Regions from separate parts of the Tachysurus fulvidraco genome. Here region 1 is linked to region 2. The links are chromatin contacts, called in public Hi-C maps. All regions are on one chromosome and are shown on one strand. Each heading gives the region's core, a stretch centred on a gene start, on an enhancer-like site or on the middle of the called end of the contact. The rest is flanking DNA. Distances are from core to core; before and after follow the strand shown. Region 1 holds the start of mroh1 (maestro heat-like repeat-containing protein family member 1). Region 2 holds the start of cct3 (T-complex protein 1 subunit gamma).

What was found. A called contact is a pair of places that touch in the nucleus more often than the background predicts.
Region 1: a contact with region 2 is called in a Hi-C map of testis, with 7 times the contacts expected there. The contact joins the promoter of mroh1 here to the promoter of cct3 in region 2. A contact is called at or near these places in 2 of 4 Hi-C or Micro-C datasets (blood and testis).

The regions. Positions count from the first base shown.
Region 1 is chr3:20,293,142-20,299,020 of HZAU_PFXX_2.0, forward strand. It overlaps mroh1 (maestro heat-like repeat-containing protein family member 1), which reads left to right and starts at 2,896. Exons shown (of 43, transcript XM_047811368.1): 1 at 2,896-3,275; 2 at 3,764-3,832; 3 at 5,370-5,515. The coding sequence starts at 3,802.
Region 2 is chr3:20,128,076-20,133,962 of HZAU_PFXX_2.0, forward strand. It overlaps cct3 (T-complex protein 1 subunit gamma), which reads left to right and starts at 4,203. Exons shown (of 14, transcript XM_027149933.2): 1 at 4,203-4,333; 2 at 4,970-5,031; 3 at 5,106-5,156; 4 at 5,489-5,551; 5 at 5,637-5,733. The coding sequence starts at 4,306.

The DNA.
Region 1 (5,879 bases), core at 1,646-4,145, 160 kb after region 2:
CTAGGCCTGTTCCATGAGTTTATTTTTTTTTAAATAATTCTGCTGAAGCATGGTTGAAAAGCAATGTCTGACTTTTCATTGGTTAACATTCATAGAATTTTTATTTATTTATTACTTTTGTGAGATTTAAAGTTTTTTCTGTGACCTGTGAGTTTTTCTTTCATTGACCAACAATTTTGTCCACATGTGTAGATGAACCTTTGCTCCGACCCCAATCTCCTCAGTTGGGATAGGTGAAGAAAATAATTAATCTGTAATGTTTGTGGTGATAATAAAAACCCATGATAAAAAATTCATAGATTATAGCAGGTACACGGTTTCACATGTTGTGGTGACCACTGACAATTTTTAAGCTTTCCACAGTGAGTCGCATAGAGTGCCCTAAAAGTGCTAATTTTTACATTTAAAACAAAACATGTTACCTACTGCAGCTTTAAAGAAAAAAAAATTATGCACTAACGTGATGTTCTGAAAATATGCCTGGTTCTAGGAATAGAAAGCAAATTGTCCAGAGTAAGTGGCAGAGTGAGAGAAAAAAAATAACACAAACCTGCCCTAAAGCAAAGTTTCCTGTTTTCATTTGTCTCAGTATTTCTGCTTTGACTCCACCACATAATGCCACACACACACAATCCTATGTCTCACTTTTCCCTGGTATTAAGGAGTTATTTCATGCAGTCTCACAAAATCTCCATTCCAAATAATCATCTGTGAAGCACAAATTTTAAATCACTTGCCTTCAAGCTTTACTTGTTTGTTTATTCACTACGCTGTGAGACCTTTTAAAATGTCCTTTTAAAATTGTGTATTATGTTCATAAATGTGAGCTATAAAGAGCAGGTATTTACATTTCTTGCAGCCAGGACATGCAACAGTAAAATATGTTCCACAGATTTATTTCATGAATATTATTTAAATGAGTACACTACTATTTTGATTATTTATTGGAGCCATAGAACCTTTTAATAGTGAACTTTCCACTAGCAAATCAAATTAGCTCCAAGTTTAAATAATTTATTGATTTACTTGTCTTGGAATTCATCAGGCTAAAATCTATAAGAACTCAATACTAAATATAACAAATGTGATAATGGTGGATTGTGAAAAAAAATCACTGTAAAATCACTGACCCTCAGGTTACACTTCAAGGGCCCCTTACAAGGTCACATACATAAAACTTCCTGAAACAGAAAATCACTGTTTAATATATCTGTTATGTGTAATTACATATTTAATAAACCATTTTAACACTGACACTTTAATGTGAATTCAGAAATAAGAAAAAAGAAAAATATCTCCAGAAAGAGAAACAGCACTGCACATCAATCCGTCATGGTAGAAGTTTAGTGGCAAAGAAAAAAGTAACAAAAAGTGCCGGAGTTTAGCTCTTTGCTCATGTGATCACCGGAAATAAACCTCTAAACCTGCAGTCCTGCTGCCTTCCAGTTTGTGTTATGTCTGCCTAGAATAAAGAATATAGCAGAATATTCTGCTGCCTTGTTAAGTGTCACTAAAACTACTAGACAGTGGGGTAGTCTCAAGCTGCATGCTGTAAAAATAAGAAGCATGAAGAAGAAGGTTTAACCCCACCGACGAAAACGTATTTATGACGACTCGGCATGAACACGAAACCTGAGCCATTCAAGCTCCCTCTAGTGTAATTGACTCCAATTGTTCCATGATTGTTTATTGGGGTAAGTGAGGGTGGGGGCAAACTGGTGAGCAAAGCCAGAAAATCTGAACCTCTGGGGTAATTTAGATTCAAAGCATAATCTCATGTATTACTGTTAGGAGCTACATAGATGGCTTTTTGTTGACTGCATTGTGAGGAACATCATTTCTAGGTAAGATTATGGAGAACTACAAATGAAATGCAGCATCTGAATTTGAAAATAACAACAACAACCACAGCAAAAACAATTTGTATCGTATGGAATTTTAAATAGATCAGTGATTCTCAAAGTGGTATCTGGAGAGCCTCAGAGGGCTTTGATTTTTTGGTATTTTGTTCCATTTGTGGAAATCACATGCCACCACCATCAAAGTCATACGTATTATTGAGTTCTTATAGATATTAGCATATTTGACTTGACCTGAATAAGTTCATACTAAACCTCAAGAACTAAAAAAATGTACATAGATCTCTAAATCATGTCAACAATGATGGAAAGCTCTCTGGCTTTAATAAATAGTCCTAATATTTGAATAGTTGGATTACGTTCAGACGAGATCCATGACATTTATTTTACTGCCAGAGAGGTTTGAACCCCTGGCCAATCTGGCATTCAGTGGACCTCAGTTAACACGGTACGTTTTGGGTATTACTTTTATATAAAGATCTAAAAGTTTCCAGCTGTGTTTCAATAAAGCATTTCAGGATAAATTGTAACCAAGTGCAAAAGCTGATCATCTACTGCATAATAAGATTTTGCCCTTACTGTTCCCGAGCAGCATTTACTCTATGGCCAGAGAAGCATGTGATTGACAGTTTAAATCTGGACACAGCCACCTTTTACCCAGAGCACAGGGAGCAAATTTAGAAGGGATGGCATATTCTCTCTCCTATCAATCACAGCAACACTACCCAGTCTTAGGTGTCTAAGAGCCAAGGATGCATGAAGTAGTGGATCAGAGGATGCTCACATGGCTTTTCCTTTAACTGCATAAACAGCCATAAATGCTGAGTTAATAAAGAAATTGAATAAGTAAACCTTAAAACTAAATACTTTGGGTTTGAGTATCACCCCCCCCCCCCCACACACACACACAGGAGATTCGATAAAAAATTCGATTCCATTCTTCCTCACAGGTGATTGGCTGCTCTCGGACACGCCCACCTTCTTTTTGTTAAATTTTTATTTACATATGTGTATTTTTTATTCTCATCTTATTTGTATTGTCTGTGTGTTGTTCTTGTCTGCTCTGCGTATTAGAAAGCTATGGCACTAAAACAAACTGCTTTTATGTGTAATCTCATCTCATCCTGCTTCTGCTGTAGACCAGTCACTACACAGTCCTGTACAGCAGCAGGCCACCAGAGGTCCATCCGTACTTATGAGTACGCTAGTATGCAGTGTGGGACGTAGCCAAGAAGCACATGATCATCGGTGTTTACATGCAGCACACCATATCACCATTACTGGCTTTTTGACGGTTTGATTAAACATTAGTGACTCACAGACTTACAGGATCTGCGTCAGTCTGGCGGTTCAGCTCTGCTTCATACACCGGATTGGGGATCTATGTGGCTGTGTTTTCACCAAGCGAACAGAAAGGTAGTGTAGACTTTACACTACCGTATTAAAGCTTTTAGTGGTATTTGTGTAGTCCTCGGTTGTCATGAGGCTAACGTGAATTAGCACGCTTGCTAACTAGCCTTGTTCGGATCATCGGCTGAGGAGGAAGTGAACAGTTAGCTACATGGCTAACTGACAAGGCAGGTCCATCTGGGTCTGTTTACTTGTCTTTAATATTCATATGCATACATCAAATACTGGGTAAAGAATAAAGTAAAGGGGAAATAGTCACAGATATAGATGGAGGATGTTGGTATAAAGCTGTCATCGTTATTTGTCTGTGTTTATGGGTTTTTATAGCTTTTTGCTGAAGAAATCTTTCTTCCACACGATTTCTGACAGTTTTGAACTCGTGGGATGATTTGGGCTTTTTAAATAAAGCAAATGATTTTTTTATTGTATGTGTGTGTGTGTGTGTGTGTGCGCGCGCACTAGTGTTGTGTATTTAAAGGCCAACAGATGTATAGCTATGTGATCCCCAGTGAATGATCCCCAGTGAATTGCCATGGGTGTCATCGAGGAGAGTGATCTGGAGCGTAAGTACACTTGTTTTATTACGTTTATTTCTTCTTCATTATCAATGGTGTCATCAAGAGCTGGTCTACTTTTTGATCAGACCTTCCAGTGCACCTTTATCTCAAACTGGGCTAGAAAAGCCATGAACATTTACCCAACCTTATGCTGATCTGGTGCTGGCTGCAGTGTTGTTATGAAAAGTGCTTCGGTTCACCAGAAATATACACTCGTCTATCTGCCTCTTTATTTCTAAGAATGCCAACACAATATAGCAGCATAGTACAGAGGTAATGGCATGTTGAGGATTAAACAGCATTCTGACATCAATCTAGTGCTTAATGTGTTATTCCTTTTCCCTTTTTCATGATACCTAACATACATGAACATACATAACGCTGTATAGACATCATACAATCATTGGGCTCTATACAAATGATTTGTTTACAGATCTTTCAATTCTGCTTTGTTTATGGAACAAAATGATTGGCTTTTTCTCTCCCTGAAAGTGAATATAGTATTAAAGCAACATGATCAGTTTCATCTAATGCCAAGTGATAAAAAGCCTTTCAAATGAACATTTTAAGGTACACAACCAAGAGGAGGTTTTCTTATTATTTCTTATTTACTTTGTGTGGTGAGTAACACATGAATTGATTGTTAAATATTTGATGTGAGCCATTGTGTCCATTGACATGTATTCTTGGACTGTATTCCTGTGTCACCACTGAAAATTCCGTCTAAATACTTCCCTTAACATTTCTGCTGATATTATGCCTTGTGATGTTCGTATCACAAAACAGATGAGTTTAATGGGGAAATCATCTGACTTTGTAGTTTATTGAGCAATTTATTTTAGCCAGACTGAATAAACAGAAGAAGTATCATTGTCTTGAGGTTCTTTTGAGATATATGAGCTCAGGGTTAAATATGGGCACCATTTAAAGATTCAGTGCATTTTTACTTAGAAATTCCCTATTTTAAGCCTCCACATTCTTTACTTTGTAATAAACAGAATGTTCTCTCAGTAACACTGTTGGCCTGTGCTTTAATCACTGTAATCCACCTAATGTGATTGAACACCATCGTTAGTTAACACTGTCTGTTGGTAGAGGGAGTAGGAGGAAATGTTTTTTTGAGAAGTGTTAGTTCACAGATCTGTTAAAGAAGCACTACCTGCTTTTTGCATCATAGCCACAATACTAAAATGTGATACCGTTTGGCTGACAGTCACATGCCTTATTGTCATGAAACTTGAACAGGAACTATCCTTTGAACATGTGGTCAATGGCAGTAAAAAGCAATAGTTTTCCTCTAAGGACAGAGATAGGACAGCTTGTGACACTCTAGATTTTTTTCTAACTACTTTTCAGACAAGGAAACTAAATATTGTGTAGATTGTGTGTGTGTGTGCTGCAGAGGAATGTTGGTCACTGAAATAGACATTACAGTTTAGTACAAGGGAATGTGTTTTGATAATTGTTTGATAATTAATGTTTTTTTTTCTGATAATGTGGTGTGTGTGTGTGTGTGTGTGTGTGTGCTTGTGTGTACAATCAGAGGTGACCCTGGCTCTGCTGGATGCAGCCAATGATAAGGATGTGGGTGTACAGGAGCAGGTTCGGAAGTCCATCCTTACGCTGGGGAACCAGCAGCCAGATAAAGTGCTGTCCATGTGCCAGAACTACCTGCTTAAACACTCCAAGGTCAGGCAATGTTGCTGATGTTGACTTTTTGTGATCCTGAAACCTGACATTAGCAGTTTTTGTTAAGAACACGTACAAAAGTCAGTTTGCCTTAAATTAAACATAATTTTGGTAGCAAATCATGTATATTTTTATGTAACATGTGCTTGTCGTCTTTATAAAAGAGACACACGGTGGTTTTGAGTCTTAAATAAGCACCTGCCATCCCAAGATTTACATTTCTCCCAGCCAACTAGTTGATCTATGATTGAGAGGTTTTTTTTTACTCCGAAATGTTTGGACAATGAAATATAAGAAATGGACATTGATTAAAGGTCCTCGAGGACTTTTTAAAAATATCTTTCTACTAAAATCTGACAGTCCT
Region 2 (5,887 bases), core at 2,953-5,452:
AAAGTGTTTGTCATATGTACAGACAGAAAGCATGTTTCCCTGCACAATGAAATTCTTACTTTGCTGTCCACACTAAATGTCATACAGTAAAGTAAAAATAAATTCAATTCAATTCAATTCAAGTTTATTTGTATAGCGCTTTTTACAATAGACATTGTCTCAAAGCAGCTTTACAGAACATAAACACAGAGCAGAAGGTAAACATAATTAATGATAAAGGAATTAACGAATAATAAAAGAAATAAGAATTAACAGAATAAAAATTCTAGATTATTATTAGATGTATATAGTTCACAGTGTGTATGTATTTATTCCCCTATGAGCAAGTCTGAGATGACTCAGGCAGCAGAAAAACTCCCTTAAATTTTTAAAGGAAGAAACCTTGAGAGGAACCGGACTCAAGGGGGAACCCATCCTCATATGGGTGACACTGGGGGTGTGATTGTAATATACAGTCAGTTAAATGTAGTATTGGTGTGAGGTTCAAGGACTTCTGATCTCCTGAGTACCACAGAGTCTAACTGGAGATGTCTCAGGATTCTTAGAGTCGGCCTCGGCTCAGTGGACGTCCAAAGGCTTCGTCCCACAGAGGACGTTGGGAGCTGGTACAGTGTCTGGATGCCTCGGGATGGGTACAAAGAGAGAAGCAGTGGAAAGGGATTAACATATCTGCTGTTCATAAAAATGTGCTGGTCTGATGTACTGGTGCATGATATTATGGGATGTATTATGTGTATGCCTGACTAAAGAGATGAGTTTTTAATCTACATTTAAACTGGGAAAGTGTGTCTGCGCCCCGAACACTATCAGGAAGACTATTCCAAAGTTTGGGAGCTAAATAAGAAAATGCTCTACCACCTTTAGTAGACTTAGATATTCTGGGAACTAGCAGAAGCCCTGAGTTTTGTGATCTCAGAGAGCGTGAAGGATTGTAACGTGTTAGAAGACTAGTTAGATACATGGGAGCTAAACCATTAAGAGCCTTGTACGTAAGTAGCAGCAGTTTGTAGTCAATTCTATACTTAACAGGTAGTCAGTGTAGAGATGATAAAATTGGGGTTATATGGTCATACTTTCTTGTCCTAGTGAGAACTCTGGCAGCTGCATTTTGGACTAACTGTAACCTAATAAAAATGTGTGAATGAAAAATGAATAAAATAGAATAAAAAAGAGCAATAAAAGAAATAAAGTTCTTAATAAAGGCAATAAGAGGTTCAGTGCCGAATAAGGCAATAAAGTGAGGTAGTGCAGTTCTTGGTGAGACAGTGCAGTTCTGAGAAAATGAATGTGCAAAAAATGTAGTTCAATGTAAACAGTTAAGCAGTTATGTCCATAATTTCAAACTCCTATCAGCTGTTTAGGAGTCTGATGGCAGAGGGGCAGAAAGAGTTCTTCAGTCTAGAGGTCCTACATTTCACACTTCTGTACCTCCGTCCTGAGGGTAGAAGTGTGAACAATCTGTACTGGAGGTGGGAGGGGTCTTTGAGAATGGAAGCAGCTCTCCTGTGGACTCTGTGGTGGTAGATGCTCTGCAGAGAGGGCAGTGGAGTTCTGATGATCTTCTGCGTAGTCTTCACCACTCTCTGCAGACGTTTGCAGTCCATGACAGTAGTGCTGCCGTACCACACAGTGATACAGTTGGTCAGGACACTCTCGATGACGCAGCTGTAGAAGTTTCTGAGGATCTCAGGCGACATGCCAAACTTCCTCAGCCTCCTCAGAAAATACAGCCGCTGTTGGGCCTTCTTGACCAGCTGCGTGACGTGAGGTGTCCAAGTGAGGTCCTCACTGATGTGGACACCCAGGTATTTAAAATTGCTCACTCTCTCCACTTCAAGCTCCCGGATGAACAGTGGCTGATGCATTCTTTTCTCCTTTCTCATGTCCACTATCATTTCCTTCGTCTTGTCCGTGTTGAGGGTGAGGTTGTTGTCTCTGCACCATGACACCAGACTGGCCACCTCCCTCCTGTAGGCTGCCTCGTCACCGCCAGTGATGCGTCCTATCACTGCAGTGTTGTCCGCAAACTTCAGGATGATGTTGTCCTTGTGGGAAGCGACACAGTCGTAAGTGAACAGGGTGTAGGGGATGGGGCTGAGTACACAACCCTGTGGAGTTCCAATGTTTGTGATGATACTGGCTGAAGTCCTATTACCAATCCTGACAGGTCCAAAAATGGACCTTTTTGCAAAGGCACATCAGCCTGTTCACAGACAGAAAAATGAAGCATATCAAGAAAAGAACACTGTCCCTACTGTGAAACATTAAAGGAGGATCTGTTATGTTCTGGGGCTACTTTGCTGAATCTGGCACAGGGTGTCTTGATAGTCTTCAAATTTCAGGACAATGATCCAAACACACAGCTGAAACACACAAGAATGGCTAGGAGGAAAACATTGGACTATTCTAAAGTGGCCTTCTATGAGCCCTGACCTCAATCCTATTGAGCATCTTTGAAAGGAGCTGAAACATGCCGTCTGGAAAAGACACCCTTCAAACCGGAAACAACTGGAGCAGTTTGCTCACAAGGATTAGGCCAAAATACCTGCTGAGAGGTGCAGAAGTCTCATTGACCGTTACAGGAATCGTCTGATTGCAGTGATTGCCTCAAAAGGTTGTGCAACAAAATATTAAGTTAAGGGTACCATAATTTTTATCTAGGCCTGTTCCATGAGTTTATTATTATTATTATTATTATTATTTTTTAAATGATTCTGTTGAAGCATGGTTGAAAAGCAATGTCTGACTTTCATTGGTTGACATTCATAGAATTTTTATTTATTATTACTGTCAGATTAAAGTTTTTCTGTGACCATTGTGAGTTTTTCTTTCATTGACCGAAGGGTACCAACAATTTGTGTGTATATATAATCTATCAATCTGCATCTAGTTTGTTTTATGTAATACAGGAATTAGATTAAGGAATACGGATGCATAGGAAACCTGCATATTGTGGCCATTTTGCCACACTTTGACATAAGCCTGTGATATTAAAGGAATGTGGTGAATATGTAATGTCAAATGCATATGCATTTATCAAAATTTCAAAGTTTTTTTTTTTTTTTTTGGACATTGTAAAAATTTGCCGAAACCAATGGTATGTAACATCCAATAAATAGTGTGTAAATAAATTATGTTTTAACATTCCTTTTGCATAAGAAAATGACTAGACAATTACAGATGCCAGTAAAATCATTGCTCTCATCACCACTTCTTCACACACTGCACTGGATTTGGCTTTGTTCTCTTCTGCAGATTAAATTTTAATACTTTTGTCCATACATCCTTAGACTATTGAACAACAGGGCTCTCAAGTTGTGAAGACAGGCAAGTGTGCCCCCCCCCCCATAAATAAATAAAAATAAAGGGGGTGGGGTTGTGTGTGTTTGGTAAGGATCATTGACCGCAATTTAACCAAATACAAAGTATTTGTTCAATTTCCATTTATTAATTTGTGTGTGTGTGAGAGAGAGATTATGACTGGTGTTGTTTATTGTAAGTGTTTGTTGACTTTTTGGAACCCTTTATCATTTGTAATGTTGCACCTATTTAAAACAGTTCGGCTCAAGCCCAGCCATTTTTAGGGTCATGACTGAGGACAATGTCCCGTCCAGAGACAATCTGTTTCGTGTTGAGGTTTTGTTCAAACCGACCATCGAAAATACCCTCTCTAATTAATGTTTTTTTTTTCATTGGTTGTTGCGTTAAATCTTACCCAGATAGTGCTATTTTCTGATTGGCTATTGTGTAGCCTCTTTTTTTGATTGGCTGGCTGAAAATTGTCAGGCTCGACTAAGAACTGAGAATTCATTGATTCCTACCCGTTTCCATAGAGACAGCGGTGCGGACTGATACATTTTGGGCGCCGCGGCATATTAAATATATGATAAATTGTCAAAAAGTTTTTCTGCGTGAGAAATACGATGTGTGGCGGGAGTGCGTGACAAAGGACCAAAATGCGTGACTGTCACTCTCAGTGCGTGACACCTGACAGCCCTGGAACAAACTATTGTTCTAATACATTTCTTTATATGGACCGTTACACAGTCACAGCAAGTTCACCAGAAATTTCTGGCACGTTCACTAAAGCCCGCCCCAACACAAATCACTTCACACTTGGATTTGCTCTGTCCCGCCTATAACGATTAACTCGTCGCTGTGATTGGCTTAGAATACTGTCTATCAAACCTTCTTTGTCGTTCATTGGTGGACAGCTGTAGTGAGTCTCCGACCACGCCTCAGTCTTCCTTTCTTCTCTATACTGCGTGCGGATCTCTGTACCGGCTAACGAACCACGCCGCAAACATGATGGGGAGACCGGTTATCGTGCTTAGTGAGGCTCTTTGCTTTCTGTGTCTTTAAATACGGACTTAAATGCCGTTATGTTAACGGTACTACAGTTAGCTCAATATGACCGTTTCTATGACTGTTCTCATAGTGTCTGATGGGAGGCTAATATGCTAACATGCTAACTAGAACGGCATGGGCCTCGCTTGGTCATCGGTTAACTAGCTCATCCGGCGCTTAGCTTAGCATAGTTTAGCTTAGCATTGTATAGTTTATCTTGGCTTAGCACAGTTCAGCTTAGCTTAGCATAATTTAGCTTAGCATAGCTTAGCTTTCTTGTCAGTCTGTGGTTACTTTATTTTAGCATGCTGTATTTAACGTTATGGTCTTGCTCTGCATTCAGATCGATGGATGATGCTATATTTTGTATTTCACGGTTATAGTAACCGAATGCACCATAACATTGTATTATTGTATTCTGTTATAAGGAACCATAGCTGGAGTTGCTAACCGGGTGTTGGCATTAGATACATAGGTGGTAATGTTACTCAAGTCATAGTGCTAAAGCTAGTACGTCAAAACTGGTTATGAATGATGGCTTAGTTTTAGCAAGCTTTACAGTCCCAAAGTGCATGCAGTTGTTTCTGTGGTACACTTACATTTGTTTATTTTATTATTTTAGGCCAGAATATGAAAAGAGAGTCTGGCAGGAAGGTCCAGATAGGAAATATTAATGCAGCTAAGGTAAGTTATTTATTTAATGAGCACATTCACATCTCATACACTCTTGAGTTACACTGCTGTCTTTGGTTTTACAGGCTATAGCAGACGTAATCAGGACATGTCTGGGACCAAGAGCTATGATGAAGGTGTGTAATGATTTTTGCTTGTGGTCTCAGCATCCGATCCATACTGACCAGTTATTGTCGATTTTGCTATAGAATTGTAACCGGGTGCCATGATGCCTTATGGTATTTCCAGCTGAATAGAAATGACAATTTAGCTTAAAAAAAAGGAGATGCATCATTCTACTCACTAAGGCATTGTCATCCATCTGTGGTTATTTGATCACAAATGGGTGGGTCTTTTGTTGGACAGTACTGAAGCATCTTTTTTGTCTCGTTATGATTATAATTAAATAACTATGAATGCTTGTAATAACAGGTGTGCCAGGGTTTACATTTTTTTTTGTTTTGAGCAGATGCTGCTGGACCCTATGGGAGGAATTGTTATGACCAATGATGGCAATGCAATTCTGAGAGAGGTACTTAAGCATTTCTAGCAGACTGACACGGTGATGTACCTGGTGTTCTTTGGTTGATTGCTTTATCACTAACTTTTTGCTGCAGATCCAAGTGCAGCACCCTGCCGCCAAGTCTATGATTGAGATCAGCCGCACTCAGGATGAGGAGGTGGGAGATGGCACTACTTCTGTCATTATCTTGGGTGAGTGGCATCTATTTCCACTTGTAACACTATGGATTATTTACATACTTGTTTGTTGCCAGTTTGATAATGGGAAATCAGTTTTTGCTATGAAATGTACTGTTTGGATTATCATAAGTGGTCACAGTATAATAAGAGACTGCATTTCATGTAG